Linked DNA regions of Mus musculus: all the other regions are linked to region 3. Evidence: chromatin contacts called from public promoter capture Hi-C data. All regions are on one chromosome and are shown on one strand. The core of a region is the stretch at or near the end of the contact, and the rest is flanking DNA. Distances in the headings are between cores, read along the strand shown.

The links. Promoter capture Hi-C pulls out the DNA fragments that hold promoters and counts their contacts.
Region 1: a promoter capture Hi-C map of liver shows a contact between it and region 3. The contact joins the enhancer-like site here to the promoter of Fgl1 in region 3. A contact is called at or near these places in 4 of 39 promoter capture datasets (hematopoietic stem and progenitor cells, liver and macrophages), 3 of 484 Hi-C or Micro-C datasets (cortical neurons and liver), 1 of 115 datasets of contacts at active chromatin or transcription factors (embryonic stem cells) and 2 of 9 other capture datasets (adipose tissue and pancreatic islet).
Region 2: a promoter capture Hi-C map of liver shows a contact between it and region 3. The contact joins the enhancer-like site here to the promoter of Fgl1 in region 3. A contact is called at or near these places in 8 of 39 promoter capture datasets (the 3T3-L1 cell line, cranial neural crest, epiblast stem cells and 3 more), 4 of 484 Hi-C or Micro-C datasets (all in liver), 2 of 115 datasets of contacts at active chromatin or transcription factors (embryonic stem cells and stem cell-derived neural progenitor cells) and 3 of 9 other capture datasets (adipose tissue, liver and pancreatic islet).

Annotation. Positions count from the first base shown.
Region 1 is chr8:41,149,089-41,153,186 of GRCm38.p6, forward strand. No RefSeq gene overlaps it. Among named protein-coding and RNA genes, the nearest start is that of Gm39167, 2.9 kb to the right of the region's middle. Within about 2 kb of position 1,558, at least 18 of the 459 cell types and tissues checked have an H3K27ac peak or open chromatin away from gene starts, as enhancers often do. A contact at or near this core is called in liver, where this site is marked.
Region 2 is chr8:41,118,518-41,122,769 of GRCm38.p6, forward strand. All of the region lies in intron 1 of Mtus1 (mitochondrial tumor suppressor 1), which reads right to left. Among named protein-coding and RNA genes, the nearest start is that of Mtus1, 13 kb to the right of the region's middle. Within about 2 kb of position 1,819, at least 26 of the 459 cell types and tissues checked have an H3K27ac peak or open chromatin away from gene starts, as enhancers often do. A contact at or near this core is called in adipose tissue and liver, where this site is marked.
Region 3 is chr8:41,212,545-41,216,688 of GRCm38.p6, forward strand. It overlaps Fgl1 (fibrinogen-like protein 1), which reads right to left and starts at 2,612. Exons shown (of 8, transcript NM_145594.2): 1 at 2,542-2,612.

The sequences.
Region 1 (4,098 bases), core at 308-2,807, 65 kb before region 3:
GCTAGACAGTTTATAGTTTGAATGTAGCCAGACTGTCTAGTAGGACAAAAACTAGACAGAAGTATGAAGTAGCCAGTACTTTATGAGTCTCATCACAGTATGTAATCAGGAATTATAACATATTCAGACAAAGAAACTGCACGTCTTTTGACCCAGATTCACTTATAGGAGCTAGCCCAAGTAAGTGCCAGATGTTGAAACTAGAAGAAAACTATCTGAAAGCAGGTGTTCAATACATACATAGGATGAAAAATTATAAGAAATTAAATATTCTTTTAATTCATTATGTATGTGAGTATACTGTCACTTTCTTCAGACACACCAGAAGAAGGCATCGGATCCCATTACAGATGGTTGTGAGCCACCATGTGGTTGCTGGGAATTGAACTCTGGACCTCTGGAAGAGCAGTCAGTGATTTTAACCACTGAGTGATCTCTCCAGTCATGAGAAATTAAATTTTTTAAAGAGGGTCTAATAGAAGAGGAGAAACAGCCTAAGAAGTCAGTGGGTCTGAGGAGAGAAAGACAGACAGAAACACAATCTGAAGAACATGGAAGACAGTAAAGTTGAAAACAAAGCTTCAGGGACCTTCGAGACAGTCAGATAGATTAAAACAGGTACTCTTAGAGTCTAAGAGGGATAGACGTAGATTTTTCTTTTTAGTAAAAAATAATTACCAATTTCTCCAAAACATAAATATCTAAGAAATTCAGAAAACCTAAATTAAAAATAAACATGAAAGGGAAAAAGCTGGCACACTTTGGATATTTAAGTATTGTTTTCAGAGCTTCATATTCACCATCTCACTTAGCAACACATTAAAGTTCATCATGGTAAATAGGGTTCTTCCTAAGAAGGCAAGTGTGCTAGGCCCAAAACCAGTTTGAATGATTTACTGTATGAAGAGAACAAAGGAAAAAATCCACAGGCTAATTTCAGTAGATGGACTAAGAATAAAAACCCACCTAATGAATAAAAACGAGTTTCATCTGCCCGATCCGGAGACCCATCAGTGTCCTATGGAGAGAAAAGCAGCACTCAGTAAGACTGGCACCAAGCTCAATGGATGCACTCGCCTAGCCTACTCTATTCTGCTGGTAGTCCGAAGTGGATCGTGAAGACAGGAAATGGGAAGAAGAATCATACTCAGAGGAAAGAAGCCACTGAGTTCTATTTGTAGATGTTGAGATTTGATTAAGAAGCGTTCTCTAAAAGGTTCGTGCACTAAGGGTTTGGTCTTGACACGATGAGACGTGGTAGTCTGTGAAAGTCCACACTTCACCTTTATGGGTTAATCCATTGATGGCCTCACAATTTAATGGCATTAGTAAGAGGTGGTGGGAACTTTCAGAGGCAGGCACAGCTGGAGGAAGTCTGTCCCCAGTGGGGACATGCTCGTGGTTTGCTCTGAGTCCCCTCCTTACTGCCTTGCCCCCTGCCTCTCATCTGCTGGACACACTCCTCCTCATGACATTCTGCCTCACCACACAGACTTACGAACCAGACATGTGTGACCACAGATTGAGGCCTCCCAACCTGTGAGCCAGAATAAGCCTTTCTCCTCTGTAAGTTGTTCCCTTGGGTATTTATTTACTACAGGGTACAAAGGTCTGAACCAGTGAGATAAGAATGAAAACTGGCAGGGAAGATGGCTCATGCATTTAATCTCAGCACTCAGGAGGCAAAGATCGGAGAATCTCAGGGAGTTCTAGGCCAGCCAGGGCTACGCAGTGAGACCCTGTCTCAGAAACAAACAAAACAGGAGAAAGGCAAACAAACCAAAAAGGAAATAGGAATGGGTGTTTGATCTTATCAACTTGAATCAACCAAGACCGTGATTCTCAACCTGTGGATCACAAACCCCTTAAGGGTCAAACCACCCTTTCACAGAGTTTGCCTAAGATCATCAGAAAACCACAGATATTATTACAATTTACAACTATCAAAATTACAGTTACGAAGTAAGCAACAAAACAATTTTATGGTTGGGGGTCGCCACAGCCTGAGGAACCGGATGAAAAGATTGCAGCATTAGGAAGGTTGAGGACCACTGAACTAAGAAATGCACTGTGTGCGATGTCTACGAGGATGTTTCCAGGAAGCACTAACTGAGAGGAGAAGCCTCACCCCCCCTAACAGGCAGCTCCTTTAAGCAGATGTCCCAGATACAAAGTGGCCTGAAGAGAAAGCGGTCTTGTCTGCCTGTCTTTGCATCTTGCTAGTGACTGCCTTCCTTTTTCTCCTGCTGCTGCTGCTGCAGTCCTCCACTGACATCAGACTCCAGCTACTTTACCTTCAGATGTAACCTGAATACCAGAAACACTCCAGGATTGTTCTAGGCCTTCAGTGCCAGATGAAGACTGGAGCATCTAGCATCACAGCCTGAGCAGCTATTAGCATCTCAGACGCTATCATATAGACATCGGTGTTGGATGATGGCTCCTACAATGCAAGTCAACCTAGTGAATCCTCTCTTATATAACATATAGCATATGACATATTATATAGGATATATGATATGTGATATAGATATACATTCTCTCAGCTTTAATCCTCTAGATAGCTTTGCCTAATATTCTAAATGTAACACTATTCTTTTTTTTTTTTTTTTGGTTTTGGTTTTTGAGACAAGGTTTCTCTGTGTAGTCCTGGCTGTCCTGGAACTCACTCTGTAGACCAGGCTGGCCTCGAACTCAGAAATCCGCCTGCCTCTGCCTCCCAAGTGCTGGGATTAAAGGCATGTGCCACCATGCCTGGCATGTAACACTATTTTTTTTTTAATAGAAAACATTAAGGAATCTATGTTGCGTGTATTTTCTACTACCCTGCTTTAAGCTCTGGGTAGACCATGCTACCAGCCACTGCCCTGGTTCCCATGGATCTGTGGATGAAAGACACACACACATTAGCTTATCTTTAATATCCTTTTTAACTCAATGGCCACCTGTGGCTAATGTGCCCTTACCTTTACTCCCTGCTCAACATCTCTAAATCTTCCCTTAACTTAGTTGCCTGGTTACCTTCTCCTTACTCAGCACCCTAAATCTGCCCTCAGCTTAGTTGCATTTCTAATCTCCCACCTGCTACCCCAGGCACAGTAGGTCACTCCACTCAAGATCTCACATGACTGGAAGCTCTCCCTCTGAAGCATGGTAAATTTTCTTTCCTCCTCCTGTGTCTCCTAGTCTGTCTTTGGGAATCTGGAAGTCCTGCCTCTTCTGCTCACCCGTTGGCCACTAACATCTTAATTGATCAATCAAGAACCAATTGGGGAACAGGACCTTCAGCATTCACAATCAGATTCCCAATCAAAGCATTAGAACCAACCTACAAACAAATCAGTAGAATTATTCTCGTCTGCTGCAACGAAAGCCAAGACCAAAAGCAAGCTCAGGAGAAAAGAGTTTATTTGGCTTACATATCCCAGATCACATCTTGACGGGAAATCAGGGCAGGAGCTCAAGGCAGGAACCTGGAAGCAGGAACTCACAGAGGCCATTGAACAATGCTGTTTACTGGATTGTTCATGGATGGCTAAGCCTGCTTTCTTATCCCACCCAGCACCACCTGCCCAGGGGTGGCACCACCTATAGTGGGCTGGGACCTCCCATATCAATTAGTAATCAAGAAAATGTCCCCAAAGGCTTGTCCACAGTCCAATCTGATGAAGGCACTTTTTCAATTGTGATTCCTTCTTCCCATATGACCCTAGCTTGTGTTGGGGAAAACAAACAAACAAACAAACAAACAAAACCCTAAACTAACAGCATAAGAACTAATTTGTGAATTTAGCAAGATTTCAGAACTTAAAGGTGGTAGAATCTCAAATCAAATAATGCTGGCTAGACATGGTGCTGAATGACTGTAATCTCAGTACTTGGGAGATAGAGACAGGAAGATGAGACACTCAAGATCATCTTTGCCTATAGAGCAAGTTCAATGCCAGCCTGATCTACCTGAGTCCTGGATTTTAATTAGTTAACTAATTAATTGTAAATAAATGTACAGTGATATATTATTAATAAATTAATAATATTATTACAATTTTAAAGAAGCTTGATTATAGATCCAACTTCTTATAAGGCAGGAAGATAATT
Region 2 (4,252 bases), core at 569-3,068, 95 kb before region 3:
ATGACCCCATGAAGACCCAGAACTCAACACCAATTTTGGGATCCCTTAGAAAGTCACCCACCTCATATACACTGTTTTGTATCAGGATATATATTTCTTCTGTAAACAAAATAAAAACAATTTTTAGGAAGAAAAAAAAAGATTCTTTCCTACTTCTGCTCACAAGGGCTGTAGAATGGGGCTGAGTAGGATGTGACGCTCTCGAATGTCAGAAGCACCGAGAAAAGTTGTGTAAACACAGCGGCCAGCACACCAAGGGACTGACACGTTGTCAGTCCACTCATCAGCCCAAAGGCAGTAGCATGGGAGGCAGGGACCGGGACATCAGCAGCTACCTCTTCCACAGAGCTAATGACATCCACGTGCAGGAAAGCACACTCAAGCTGATGGTCCCTTAGACAAACCATGTGACAGTCACTGTCCTCATTCCTCCTCCCATTTATGGAAGGTTAACCCAGAAGTACAGACGTAAACCATGGTAGCCACAGGCAGGAAATTCAGTTCAGATGTGTGAAGCTTTTTAGAGGGGGTCTTCTTACTATCTAAGAGGGCCCTGAACCACTCCTGGGCTCAAGTCATGCTCCTACCTTAGCTTCCTGAGTAGCTGGGACCATGGGAATTAACCACTCTGCCCACCTCAAAAGTCTATCTCTTTCCACATCCCTCTTACCTTAACCTCATCCAACACTTGGCGAGTCTGTGTACGTGGCCACAGACCCCAAAGCCACCTGGACAAGCCGGCAGCTGTAGTGACTCTTGAGGCTACCAAACTGTGTGTCTGCATTATGGTCAGAGGCCAACATGCTCCTGGCCTCAGTTTCCTTACCTATGAAACAGACTCGATCCACCTCAGCACTGGTCTGGAGCTAAAAGAAGTGTTTGGAAACTTCCTGACCACTGTTAGCTACACTACTGTAACTTTAACAACCTTGTATGACAAACTTACTAACCTCACATTTCTGAGGACCAGAGGCTGACAACTTGTTTATCTGGCCAGAAAAACTTTCCAGAGTAAAAGAGGTGTTTTAAGTCCTGATTGCTGCATTGGTTACACAAATATGTACTCAACAAAACTGAGAGACTGGGTCTTGCTATATAGACCAGGATGAATCTGAAATCAAAATCAGATCCTTCTGCCTCAGCCTCTGGAGTGCTGAGATTGTAGGTGTGCACCGACACACCCACCACACCCACTTGATCTCCTGGGATTTAATTTTATCTTAATTTGTTTTCAAAGTGCATTCAACCAATAAGCATCAGTGGGATTTTCTGGACCGTACCTACTACTTCATGTGGGGACCTCAGATTTCTTTTTTTCTCTTAGTCCTCATTCTCTGTAATCTATTTTCCAGCTAATCCTTCCTACCCACGTGACGCACTTGAAGAATTGCCTCTGTTCTTCTACGTATTCAAAATTCTAAGCTTTACTGATCCAGACTGGATATTTCCACCTTGACCCTCCCCTGTAGCCAGAGCCTGAACCAAAGCAAACCAGAAACACCAGCCAATAGACTTCTGGGAATCTAAGGCAACAACATTCTGCAAGAGCCTATTGAGCAACTAGACATGTAAAACACCCTGAGTACTCAGGTAGAAGTACATCAACAAGTTTCAGTTTTTAGTCTTGGGGCTATCGTATCATGTTATAAACAATCTTCACAATTTCATCAAAACTGGCCTTTTTAAAATGGAAGTCAGAAAACACCCGCACTGGTCGAAACACATCAGGTTCCAAAACAATACGGAGCCAATACAGACATGACTGTACTTACCAAAGTAAATAATTCAAACCAAGCCGAGCGTACCCAGTGCTGATCAGGTATGTTCAAAGGCTACACAGTTGGGCTTGGGCAATGACTCCTGTAAAAACCCCTTGCTTTTTGTCAGTGATATGCACTTCATTAAAGAAATTACCTGAAGGCTCATTAAGGTCAATGAGGAGGGTTAGCAGGGCTTAAGGCTAAACTAAAATCTCTTCCTGATAGTGCTAAATGACCGTGAACAACTTCTCAGTCAGGAGCTCTGGGCAGTTGTCACGGCTTTTCAAACTCCACTTGGCTAAAAGGAAATAATTTTCCATCTAAACCATGCCAAGACCAATTGAAAAATGTCATTTATATATGTGTAGTTACGCAAACCAGCACCTCACCTTATACCTCCCAACCTTTATTAAACAGCAACTTCCTGTACCCTTTTCATGAAAATGATTACCTGTCAGACTTTCCATTGGCCATAAACCATCTTGAACACAAGGGCAACGTTGGCACACAGCTAACTCACAGTGCAGCCAAAGTTAGAGCCACTCTCTATAAAGGGCCTACTTTGAAAGTCTTAACACTGTACATTCCTCAGCAGGAACTTGAAAGACACGATCATCTTTATGGCCAGAAGACATGCCCGAGGCTCAGATATAACTGGGGCTATTTGGACATTAGCGTCTTCCACTTCTAGATGGCACGAGCCCTCACCTCCTAGTTAAATTTTCACCCAGGATTGCCTCCTCGTTGCAATCATCTCCTACCTCTGCACAGCTCAAAAATAAAAGGATTCGGGGGTTTCATAGAAAAACATAGTCCAGGAAAGTCTACCTATTAGCCTTGAGTTAACATCCAAGATGTTGGAGTGCTAATCTGCAAAATGGGAAACAAGGGATTCGGATGGTCATTCTTACGGAATTGTATTATACCTTTTTGAAAAAGCAATCTGAAAACTACCAAATGTTATAGCAGTGGAGTATATCACCCAACACACACAAGGCCGAATCAGAAGGCTCACTGAGCTCCAGATCACCCTAGTCTACACAGCAGAGCCCTATCCCAAGCACTGGAGACAGAAAAGAAAGTAATAAAAATAGAAGTGAATTTGCTGTTTTGTTTCAAGACAGGGTTTCCAGCTGACCTGGAACTCACTATGTAGACCAGGCTAGCCTCAACTGCACAGAGATCCGGCTGCCTCTGCAATCTATTGTTATGAGCTGCAACCGGCAGTGTTGTGTCAGGAAGTATTTGTGAACCCCAAAAGACCACCAAGGAACAGTTTCCAATGTAATAGCATTAGGGTACCTCTTTTATTACAAGCTCTGGCTTGGGTTCTCCTCCAATCCAACCCTGACATAGCCAACCCTGACATAGAAGGACAGGAAGGGAAGGTGGAGCAGCCTGGAATCCTCAGCAGGACAAGGTTTTAAAGGAAATGGAAGTAAGTGGGGGATCGGGGGAGGGGGTCTATCCTGGCAAGCATCTAACTGAATGTCTATTGTAAGCGGACAGGTGGGTGCTCTGAAGCAAGACCATATACAATCACAAACTGTCTGAAAGTACATCTGAAACCATCAGACTAATCTTTGACTACCTGTTGCTAGGAAGTAGCTAGGGAGTAACTCTCTCCTTCCTGGTACGTGGGTGCAGCTTGGGTTCTGCTGCTGGTCAAGTTCTAAGGCTTTTTTTTTTTTCCTTGAAGATGGAGGCTGGTCCCAAGATGGAGTAGGCTTGGCCTCTCATTCCCACCCTTCTCTGGTAACTAGAAGGCCCAATCATGGGTCTTCCTGAAGTTTATCTAATCTCATGAAAACAGTAACAGGTCTATGTCTTTATGACTCAGCTAACTCAGGCCTGGAGGTACTGGTGACTGGAAAGGACTGGACCATCATCAGGGTTCTCATTGTCCAGTCCTTGTGGTGTTCCTGGGCCTTGGATAGGGACCCCATCAGTGGGAGATGGGGGGTAGGAGGGGAGTCCTGAGACTGAGTTTCCTCCCACTGGTCTAGGTTGTCTTCAACTGAAAACGGGTCAGGGATTCCATGTTGTAATCCCTCAACCTCCAGGGTGATAAGGAGGGATCTTTCTAATGAGGCTCTAATGACCCCTGCCTGGAGGGGGACCTGTTTTATAGAGAACACGAAGTTTAGGCCAAACATGCTTATGAGCCCATTGGACACCTTTGAGATCATATAGCAACTGGTGATCTTTGAACTCAGCAATGACCCCTACCTCTATGTCAAGAACAATTGGGGAGGGGGTATCCCAAACATGATTTCAAAAGGGGTGAGTCCCATCTGGTAAGAAGAGTTTCATACCTGGTAAAGAGATAAGGGAAGGAGAGTTAACTCAGGAATTGCCAGTCTCTTAGGTCTCTATTAGGGTTCTGTTCATTCTCTACCTGTCCTGAACTCTGGGGTCTATATGCACCATAGTTTCTAATCAATGCCCAGAATATTGGCTAGTCTCTGACTTGTTTGGGACACAAAACTGGT
Region 3 (4,144 bases), core at 1,362-3,861:
GAACTCAAAAAACACCAAGGAAACAAACGACCCAACTTAAAAAAAAAGAAAAAAGAAAAAAAGAAACATGGAACTAAACAGAATTCTCAGAGGTAAGTTATAAATCTAGATGAGAAACATTTTTTATTTCAACAGAATATATTTATTTGTTTAATTTTTAAATATAGCAAAGGATAAGGAGTTACAGAGACAAAGTTTGGAGCTGAGATGAAAGGATGGACCATGTAGAGACTGTCATATCCAGGGATCCACCCCATAATCAGCATCCAAACGCTGACACCATTGCATACACTAGCAAGATTTTATCGAAAGGACCCAGATGTAGCTGTCTCTTGTGAGACTATGCCGGGGCCTAGCAAACACAGAAGTGGATGCTCACAGTCAGCTAATGGAGGGATCATAGGGCTCCCAATGGAGGAGCTAGAGAAAGTAGCCAAGGAGCTAAAGGGATCTGCAACCCTATAGGTGGAACAACATTATGAACTAACCAGTACCCCGGAGCTCTTGACTCTAGCTGCATATATATCAAAAGATGGCCTAGTCGGCCATCACTGGAAAGAGAGGCCCATTGGACTTGCAAACTTTATATGCCCCAGTACAGGGGAACACCAGGGCCAAAAAGGGGGAGTGGGTGGGCAGGGGAGTGGGGGTGGGTGGATATGGGGGACTTTTGGTATAGCATTGGAAATGTAAATGAGTTAAATACCTAATAAAAAATGGAAAAAAAATATAGCAAAGGATAAAAATCTCAATTTAATACCCAACACTTTATTTGACGATCTTAAAAGCATTGAATTCTCAACAGCTGTACATCCAGAGAAACATTTTTGTTTTAATGTTCAACATGCTTGGCCGTTAGGGATAGACTAATTAAAACTACTTTGAGGTTTCATCTTATCCCAGTCAGAATGGCCAAGTTAAAGAAGAAGAAAACCAGCGGCTAGCATGGATACGGGGAAAGAGGGACTATTATCCACCACTGGTGGGTAGAGGGAGAATTTTGGTTTTTTTAAAAACCCATTCATGTTATGCAAATATGTTTTTGTTTTAATCCCAGGTGTGGGGTATGGGATGCTTCAGATTGTCCACAGCAGCTAACTATGATTCGTCTTGTGGTCTGGCATGGGTGTGATACTGCCAGCTGAAGATATTTTATGTTTGGAATTCCAGGAACTCTTGCGAGGCTAGAAAAATGCCCTAGCTCCAAGAGGCTGCGGCAGCTACTGGTCTCTGCTGCTGCTGTTTGCCCGTCTTTCTTGTTGGCTGGATGACTGCCTGTTTCTAGTTGTAGATATCCTGATGATGGAAGATTGGTTTTCCTCCAAGGAACTTGATGCCACTACTCATCAGGAAGTAGTCTAAAGAGACCTGTTCTCCTTTCCCCTCTAGCCTTCTTTTTTGCCTACCCGGGATTGGGCGGTTGGAAGGGGTTGGGGTAGAGAAGAGTGGTAGGTAAAAGAACCTAATAAAGTAGCCAAAAAGTATGGTTACAGGTAGGAGTATAACTGGTCCAGCCACTATGTAAAGGTTCCTCAAAGAGCTAGAAGTAGATCTACCATGAGATCCAGCTGAATCACTCTGGATCAGATACCCCAAAGACTATAGTTTGCTGTTACGGTATGAGTACACCACGGTCATTGCTGTTCTATTCATGGTAGCCAGGAAATGGAAGTGGCCCCAATATCCAACTATGATGAATGGATAATGAAAACCTAGTAGTACACTGACAAGAGTCCTACCCACGAGAGTCACATTCTACCACTGAACTGCACCCCCACCTTCTTAAAATGATTTATATCAAATAAGAAAGCCTGTCTGAGAGCAGATATTTGAAGGTAATTTCAATGCATACCTTTATAATAATTTGAAAATATAATGATTTCTAATTCAAAATACCTAAAGCAAAAATACTATAAAAGAAATACAACTAGGCATAGTGAATGATAAGGATCAGGATGATGTTATATAAACTAGATGTACCAAATAAGGATGGTTTACTAACATGAATAATGAAGACTAGATTGTCAGTGCAGCTGTGTCCAATCGGAGAATGTTGTATTGATTTTATAATCTCCATCAGGGATTTCTACCCTGCCTTTGATCATTCATTCAGTTCCCAGATAATATATATTCATAATTATTTATATTTTAAATATATTTTACATTTATAATAAGTCTTAAAAGCACTAGAGCTGGGCAGGTATCTAGCCTCTATGTCTATTTCCCTGCAAACAACCCTGAGATATGTCTTGCCATATTTCACCTTGGCCAGTCTTACCCTACTCTGTTTTTAATTCTGTAGGCTGAAATGGAAAGTTCTACTGTGAATCCCCATCTAACTCATTTGAAATACAAGGAGACTAGAAACTAATTAAATTCTAAATCTCTCCTCCAAGTTGCAAGCAACTCTGCTTTATTGTCAGTCATCTCAATCTCTTTCGAAAGCCAAAGGCTACTTTCTGAGTCCTGGTGTCTGCCATTCGCTGTCATGAAAGAGTCACCATTATTACAGTCCAGTCAGCAGTACAGATAATAACTTACCTCAAGTCAAAATGAATCAGGACTTAGCTAGGCTCAGTCCATCCACACAGAGCCTCCCAGGAACTTCTAACTGAAGTCAGAATTACAAACGGTTTTCCCCATTATTTGATTAGAGGCAGGCAAAGTTGACTCTGGCTCTAATCCAGAAACAACATGAGGAAATCAGTTTTACTGGAAGGAATAAAAAACAAAAAACAAACAAACAAAAAAAACCAAAAAAAACCAAAAAACCAAAAACAAAAAAAAACAACTGGAGGGCAAGCTCCAATACTTTTTTTTTTTGTCTTGTTTTGTTTTGTTTTGTTTTGTTTTTTGAGACAGGGTTTCTCTGTGTAGCCCTGGCTGTCCTGGAACTCACTTTGTAGTCCAGGCTGGCCTCGAACTCAGAAATCTGCCTGCCTCTGCCTCCCAAGTGCTGGGATTAAAGGGGTGTGCCACCACCACTGGCCCCAATACTCTTATATTCTCAATTTCTCCTCCGTGCAGGACATTTTATTGGATTACATATCTTTATGTCAGCCTTTTATAGTTGTGTTCATCCAGAGAATTTTATACTTCATCCTAAAAGTCAAAGCCATCTGAAACTTTGCCTTACAGATAGATAGTAAAGTTAAGAAACTGCCAGCTGCAAAGGAGGAAACTAAAGTATCATTTCAACTAAGACAGGGACAGAGGCTGCGTTTTTCTTAGGTATGAAAACACCACCACCACAAGCTTATAACGGACGCAATGGACCCATCAGTTTACTTGATCCTTTTTTATTATGATTTTTCTTTATTCTTGAGAACTTCAGATATGAAAACATGAAATATGACCATATCCACATCCCATTCTCCTCCAAGTTTCCCCATGTCGTCTTCCCAACTTCACCTTTTTTTTTTTTTTTTTTGATACCACCCTAAATTCCCATCAGGGCAGCACATGTGTGCATGAATCTGGGACTGTCCATTAGTAACAGCGTTCTCTGATATGTAAGATTGTGCCCCTTCCTGTAAGCATTAGCCATGCTCTTACTAGCTGTTCTTTTTGCTTTTAAAGCCTCTGGAGCCGCTTTTATTGTGTAAAAGGTAACTTTTTCAGTTCCACTAATCTTGTGTAACCATCTCAGACTGGAAACCAGGTGATCGCTTCTCGTCGATTTTGATGTAACGCAAGCAGTTGTTTGCCATCTGTTCTGTTGCCCCTATTTCTTAACTCAGATTCCGGTAAAAAGTAGAGTGTTTCCCTTCTGTCCTAGGTGAGTCACTGAGCAGAGAGCTTTGCCTGTATTTGACCTTCCCATTAAACACTTTCTGACGATTGACTTAGAAAATTTGGAAGTTCTTATAGAAAAGTTAGTCCCAATGGCTTAAAAAATTAACAATAATAAGGCAATGACATTTAGGCTGAAGTGATCTACACACACAGGAGGGATGAAGTTATGGCATTTGAAATAGTAGAGAATTCAAACCGCTGATATTAAAAGGAAAGCGTGGAATTTTAAAGCTAATGTGACAATGACCACTGTGGTGAGGTTAGTATTTTGAATGTATCTTTCTTGTATCTTTATTGCTTTCTCCACACTCAAAAAAAAAAAAAAATTGACAAGCTCTACTGTCACAGG